Linked DNA regions of Rattus norvegicus: region 1 is linked to region 2. A link is a contact called in public HiChIP or PLAC-seq data. All regions are on one chromosome and are shown on one strand. The core of a region is the stretch at or near the end of the contact, and the rest is flanking DNA. Distances in the headings are between cores, read along the strand shown. Region 1 holds the start of Polr1b (RNA polymerase I subunit B). Region 2 holds the start of Zc3h6 (zinc finger CCCH type containing 6).

Region 1 (3,675 bases), core at 389-2,888, 130 kb after region 2:
ACTGTTGTGCAAATAATAAGATTGCTGTAATCAGAAGATAGGATCTAGTACTGGTAATGATGTTGCTAGGGGGAAAAATGAAATTGTCCAGCTCACTTTAACAGTTTCACAGAACTAAAGAAAATTAAATATTGTTAATATGACACAGAAATGGGGTTCTTAGCTCTGATACCTAAGGGAATTGAAAACACACAAATATAAAAATTGATATTCGTAAAAGCCAAACAGTGGAAACAATACAAATTCTCACTGACACTATCCAACCCCCTTGATTTCTATCCAGAAGCAGGCTGGGGTTGCTTCTTTTCTTTTGGGTAGCATGGCCTGATTACTGCTGGCTGTCCTAGTGATCAACATTCAGAGTTGAGTAGAGTAGACCATAAGTGCACAGCCCACAGAATCAAATAACCAGGGCTCGTCGAGGTTCACAGAGACTGCATCGACAATCATGGAGCCTGTATGGGTCTGAGCTAGGTCCTCTGCATGTATTGATGTATAGCTTGGTATTCTTGGGGGACTTCTGACAGTGGGAGCAGGGGCCGTCTCTGACTCTCTTGCCTGCTCTTGGGATACTTTTCTTCTACTGATTTGCTTTGTCCAGACTTGATATGAGGGTTTGTGTCTAGGCTTATTGTAACTTGTTATGCCATTTTCAGTTGATATAACTGGAAGGCCTGCTCTTTTCTGAAGGGAAATGGAGGAGGAGTGGATTTAGAGGAGAACGGTGGTAGGGGGGAAGATTGGGAGGAGGGAATGGAGGGGAAACTGAGGCCAGAATGCAATGTATGCGAAAAAACTAAACTAAAAAAATAAAAAGAGTTGAGAAAGAGACAGAGCCATGGGTGGTGGCACATGCTTTTAACCCAGCACTCAGGCAGAGACAGATGGAGTGCCAGGCCAGCCTGGTCTACAAAGCAAGTTCTAGGACAGCCAGGAGTACATAGAGAGACCCTGACTCAAAAAACAAAGAAACAACAATAAATAAATAATTATTATTATAATAAACCAAGAGTTGAGTAGAGAGGACAGGTTGGTGCCCCAAATCTGCATTTCAGTAGAAGCCAAGACTTCAGAGTCTCCTAAAGTCTGCATCAGGATGTAAGAGGCAAGCTGTGAAAAGGGACAGAAGGGAACCGTTAAAGATACTTCTATCGGGTCCTAATTGACTAATTAAGCTAATATGGGTCACAGAGGTCACACACTAAAGTGGAAAGGGATTTAGTACGGTTTGTAGGATACAAAACATCGAAGTTTAGAGGAAGAGGCAGATCTGCCTGTCTATGTAGTGTTCTCTCTCTCCCTCCCTCCCTTCCCCCTCTCTCCCTCCCTCCCTCCCCCTCTCTCCCTCCCTCCCTCCCTCTCTCGGTGTTTCAAGACACCTCTGTGTTATTGCCCTAAGATGTCCTAGCACTCGCTTTTTAGACCAAACTGGTCTCGAATCCACAGAGATTCCCCTGCCTCCCGATTGCTGGAATTAAAGGTGTCTTGTGTGTAGTTTTAACAGGTCCAACCACGCCATGGTTTAAGTTTCCAGTCGACCGTGAGAAATGGAAGGACCAAAGGTGGGGCGGGCAGAACAAGAGGAACTACATTTCCCAGCAGGCCACGGGGTAGGGTGGCTGTAGGGTTGCTCCGGCCATTCCTGCGGTCCACGAGTGGAGTCGTAGCTCCGGTTTCCCGTCCGGGGCTCGCAGAAGCATGGATGTCGACAGCCGGTGGCGGAACCTGCCCAGCGGGCCCAGCCTAAAGCATTTAACCGACCCCTCGTACGCGGTTCCTCCGGAGCAGCAAAAGGCGGCGTTGCAGGACCTGACGCGGGCGCACGTGGACTCCTTCAACTACGCAGTGCTGGAGGGGCTGAGCCACGCGGTGCAGGTGAGTGGAGCGCACTCTCTGCTCCGGAGCCCGAACCCTCGGCCGGAGGGTCCCTGAGGTTGGAGGAGGTGGCCGGGAGGCCACAGTATGACCTCAAATAGTGATGCAAGCTCACCCTACAGTTCTTTGGGATAGTTCAGAGAGAAAACAACTTATAGCCTAGTGATGGAGGGAAACATGTATTTGTGATTTCTGGATTTATATGTGGGTACGAGCCCTGGTTTTGGGTACTGTGAAAGGAGAGTGAGGACGTGATCTATTTGAGACTGTTTTCCGCCCATTGACAGCGCTCACGCCTTTTCACACCTGGAGTCTTACGTTCTAAAACTACCTCAGAAGGTTCCAAGCTGATTCAGACAGGCTGCAGCAGAGCACATCCTTCAGTTTGCTTCCCTTAGAGTTTCCTTTGGGGGCCAGGAGAGCGGGAACGGTTCGAGACAGGGTTTCGGTAGCGTTTGCTGTCCAGGAACTCCGTAGACCAAGGCTGGCCTCGGACTCACAGACATCTGCCTGCCTCTGCCTTCAAGTACTGGGATTAAAGGTGTGTACCACCACCCAGCTTCTTTTAAGAATTTGCAAGAGGGCTGGAGAGATGGCTCAGTGGTTAAGAGCACTGATTGCTCTTCCAGAAGTCCTGAGTTCAAATCCCAGCAACCACATGGTGGCTCACAACCATCTGTATGAGATCTGATGCCCTCTTCTAGGGTGTCTGAAGACAGCTACAGTGTACTTATATATAATAAATAAATCTTTAAAAAAAAAAAGAATTTGCAAGAGAAAAACTTGCCACCTCTTCTGAGTTGGGCCTGTTGAGGAAGATTAAAAAAAAAAAAAAAAAGCCCAGGGGATCATTGTAACCATGGTAGCAGAGTTCAGGAAAGGACGATAAGGCAAGGTCTCTTTTTGTTAGCATCTGTAGTCCTGGCACTACGCTCTGAGAGTAAGACACCTCTCAGGTTTAAGTGTACCTCACCCTTGTTGGTTGTGTAGGGGTAGCAGGCACCTACAAGCAGTCAATGGCATTCTCTTGAGAACTGCTCTAAGATGTAGAGCTTTTTTAGTCAGGAGCACCATGGAAGTGCAACTATTCCAGGTGTTTAGAAAGGTCTACATTAGATAAGGTTAAGAGAAGAAGATGGTGCGTTCCCTCTGGAGGGAGTAGGTTCGGGGAGGGACATATGTAGTAGACGGTACCCTGAGGTTTTGTTGTCAAACAACTGTATTGTGAGAATTAGGGATGGAGAGATGTGGGAGAGCTTTGACTGTCTGACTGATACTTGGAAATACAGAAGCCATTTACAATTCTTTGAATTGCCAGGCTTCAGTCTGAGGGAATAAAATATACAGAGCTGAACATTTAGATCATCATGTACTTGCCGGTAAAAAAAGCAGTTCTCCTTGTCTTCCTATGCGCAGAGAAGGTGGACTCTTGGCTTAGCGTTTTCTGTGTCTGTAGCACCTACTGCAGAATCAGATACACAGCGCACCATTAAAAAAGCCCTTGGTAAACACATTATAATTAAAGAGTTGGCGAAGTAACCAGTTAGGTATAGCTTTAGTCCCTTTTAGATTTGCTGCGTGGTAGATGTCAGTGAGTGTAGACCATGGTGATTTCAGAGACTCTTAGTGAAGAGTGTGTTAAAAAATGTAAGTGACTTAGCAGGGTGAATTGTCTTTCAGGCCATACCTCCCTTCGAATTTGCTTTCAAAGATGAGCGCATATCTCTTACTATTGTGGACGCTGCCATCAGTCCACCCGCAGTGCCCAAAGGGACCATCTGCAAAGAGCTCAACATTTAT
Region 2 (3,535 bases), core at 756-3,255:
AGGTGGACCAGCAGACAAATGACCATGTGTGTGGGAAAGGCCTTGGATTCGGTCCAACTCCATGAATAATTAATGAGTATATGAATAAGAGGGAGAAGCTGTAACTGTTTTGGAAACAGATTTCAGATTTCTTAGAGGGCGGAGCTTTCCAGTTTTCCAGTCTGACGGTGATTGGGTTTCCAAGTTTGAGGGGAGTTCAGGGATTGATGAATTTTTCTGTTCAGGGATTTGTGGGTTCTCATGCTCAGGAACTGATTTCTGTGACGAGCTCAGGGATTACTGAGATTTCCTCTTCAGGAAAGGGTAGGACTTTTTTTTTTCCTTGTAGGGCAGTGCCTGGCCACTCTCTTATCTCTGGCTGGGAATGACTGTAGTAGCCCTTAAAAGATAACCTGTTAGGGACATCTGGGGGGCTCGGTCTGGCTGCTTTGAGCTCATCAGATGAGACCTGCTGCTTTCCCACCTTGAGGGTTTACAAGTATACAAAGTTTACAGGTAGAGTACACCACCGGGAATCCTTTCCTTGTTTCTTCAGTTGGCCTAAATAGCCAACAATGGGACCGTTCAAGTGTGTCAGTATCTTAATTTTGTCTCGAGGCAGCACTTTAAAAGTTGTTTTTCAAAGACTAAGCTAATGCCTAGAATTTATTTTGGTGTGCATTTAACTTTCAGACAAATTTAAAGACATCAAACACTCAAATGTGAACCAGTTCAAAGATTTTTTTTTTTATTTAAAAAAACTCAGATACAAATCCTAAGTCCCTACTTTAATACCTAAGTGGAAAATGAGGTTGTGAAGAGCAGCTGTTACACCCCAAAAGCCTTTGGATAACTTCAGCTATTCACCGTTCTCAGTCAAATGGTTAATTAAATGAAAAGGCTTGACATTTTAGTTCCAGAAACTAAACTGCTTTTCTAGATAAAATAGATGTGCCTTTTGAAAATTTCCTATAAATAATGGGCCACCAGCTGAAAAACTGGGTTCAAGTCTTGTCAAGAGCTGCATTCAACTAAAAGCTGATTTTTCTCTTTTCACATTTATCTAATCACAATTGTTCTTTGAATGCATGTTATTCACACATCAGAACATTCAAAGACAAAAGACATCGTGTATTTAGGAAGATTGGACACTTAAGCTCATCATTTTAATAAAAAGCAATTAACTTTCCTTCAGAACTAAGTATACATTACTCAGCATTTCAAGATTATTTCTGAAGGCCACGGACATACGAAGAAATGCAGTCTTTTTTTTTTTTTTTTTTTTTTTTTTTGGGAGCTGGGGACCGAACCCAGGGCCTTGCGCCTGCTAGGCAAGCACTCTACCACTGAGCTAAATCCCCAACACAGAAATGCAGTCTTGATCTTATGAAATACTCGAACGCATTCCACATCTAAGATGCAAATAGACACGATCATATTTTAATGACCTCAATAGCTATTTTAAATCCTCAAGAAATGATTGGGTGAATTTAGTATTATCAAAAAAATTTGCATGTCAAGCAGTCTTCCTTATACTACGGAGACTGATAACAGCCACATGTTTAAGGACTTAAGGATGATTCCAAGTTCTTTCGGCAACAAAGAAAGGTTTTTTTTGGTTTCTTTTACAAAGATAACCGCCAGTCCTGAGTTCCTTTCTTTGTCCCACAGTAACGATGGTGGGGTGGAGGGGGACAGTGTGATTGTCCCGAAGTCCAAAGGGCACAGAGGACCTAGTGGACATAGCAGGACTAGCGGGGTTGCCTGCCCCGCCCGATATAACTCTAAGCGCCACCGAACCGCATCCCTGGCCTCCCAGCCATCAGATTATTGCTGCCTCCGCAGCCATACAGCGTGCCGCAGTGTGCGTATTAAAAGCCCGCCCCTGGAGGTGATTGACGGCAGTTTCCTCCAATGGCCAATGCGCTCAGCCCCAGCCGACTGGGGAGGACCGCGGTTCGCGGAGGAATCTCACTTGCCCTTTAGTCCCGGGCAAGGTGTTGCGGCCGGCGCCATTTTCTGAGCCGCCTGTTTCGGGTGCCGCCATGTTGGTGAGGAGAAATCACCGTTACGGCCACTGTCCAAATCCCCGCGTCGCTGCACGCCGCCCGCCGGCTCCCACGCCTCAGCCTCCGGCGGCGAATACAGACTAGAGCGGCTGCGCCGGCAGCGCGGGGCCGTTGCCCAGTCTTTGCAGTTAGAGCCCCATCTCTCTGGCGTGGTTGTTAATAGACTGGAAAGTCTGTGTCTGTGTCGCTCACTAGTAACCGTGAGTTTTTACCACTTCGTCACCTGTCGGCGGCGGCCGGGAACAGGTGCCCGCAGGCGGCGCAGCGGTCCTCCCCGCGTCCCGCCGCCGGCCTCCAGACCTGCCCTCCAGCCCCGCCCCGTTCTTGACCAAACATGACAGACTCTGAACATGCAGGGCACGACAGGTCGGGAACCCTTCTTGTCTGTCTTTCTGTCGGATGAGAGGAGGGGTCGGGGCGGCGGGAGCGGGCCGGGGCCGGGCGCCTCCTGCATGACTTAGACGTCTCTGTGTGGCTCCATCGGTTCCATGACGCGCACCTTCGTCCACCGCAGCTGGCTGCCAGCCGGCCGCGGGGGAGGCCGACCCGGCCGCGCCCGCCTCCCGGAGCCGGGGTCGCCGCTCGCCGCCCCGCCCCCGCCGGGCACGTGCGAGCCCCCCGCCCCCGGCCCGGCTCTGTCGTCGGCGCCGCGCGGGCGGCTGCGGCGTCTGTTCGCCAGGCCAGTGACCGGCGACGGCAGCCCCGTTGGCACCGTCCTCGAAGGCTCAGTAGTAGGCCTTGTGGATGTTTGCCTCCTACCCGAGTCCACCTCTGAAAATAAACATGTTTAGCTTTTAGGGGGTTGAAAAAAGCCTCTTTCCCTCCCATCCCCCACTCCCAGGCTATGTGTCTGCCGCAGGAAACCCCAGGAAAGTGAAATGACAGTTTTCAAATTAAATACGTTAACACGAGTAGACTGCAGATTTTTTAGCTTTACCTGAGTTCCTAGGTGCTAAAAATATCATTTGACCATTTAGCTGAGATTAAGATTTCCTTTTTAATTTTGTTGTGCTCCTAGAGGCACGTTCTTGGCACCATTCAGTGATTTGGTGCCATTTACAGAATATACTCTTAAGTTTTTAACTTCAAATTTACATTGATAACCAAGTTTTTAAAGGGGTCAGAGCAGGACTTTTATTAAAACTCCTGATGCAAAATCGATTTCTACTTAGAATATTAACTTGAAAATCGACATCCTCACACTGCTTTGTCAGTAGTCTCAAGAGATACATTGTGCTCTAATGTGGCCCATAAGACTTAAGAATTCCTGAGTAATTTGATATGCTTTTGATAAAGCATTGCACACACCTTCCATCCCTAAATACAGAAGCAAAACAAAAAACAACAAAAATCACTGAAATTTGAAATTCCAAAATATATGTCGACCTTGAAAGGGATTAAAAAAAAAATCCTAACAACTTCAATAATGTGATAATAATTCTCTAGAAAGACATCAATTAAGCATGTACCAAGGTTCAGATAGTAAA

The links. HiChIP or PLAC-seq counts read pairs in DNA pulled down with a chosen protein or histone mark.
Region 1: a contact with region 2 is called in an H3K27ac HiChIP or PLAC-seq map of oligodendrocytes, with 6 times the contacts expected there. The contact joins the promoter of Polr1b here to the promoter of Zc3h6 in region 2. A contact is called at or near these places in 5 of 12 Hi-C or Micro-C datasets (Schwann cells, kidney and liver) and 1 of 1 datasets of contacts at active chromatin or transcription factors (oligodendrocytes).

Annotation. Positions count from the first base shown.
Region 1 is chr3:136,785,492-136,789,166 of GRCr8, forward strand. Polr1b (RNA polymerase I subunit B) reads left to right here and starts at 1,639. Exons shown (of 15, transcript NM_031773.2): 1 at 1,639-1,875; 2 at 3,556-3,675. The coding sequence starts at 1,699.
Region 2 is chr3:136,655,409-136,658,943 of GRCr8, forward strand. It overlaps Zc3h6 (zinc finger CCCH type containing 6), which reads left to right and starts at 2,006. Exons shown (of 12, transcript NM_001107772.1): 1 at 2,006-2,414. The coding sequence starts at 2,383.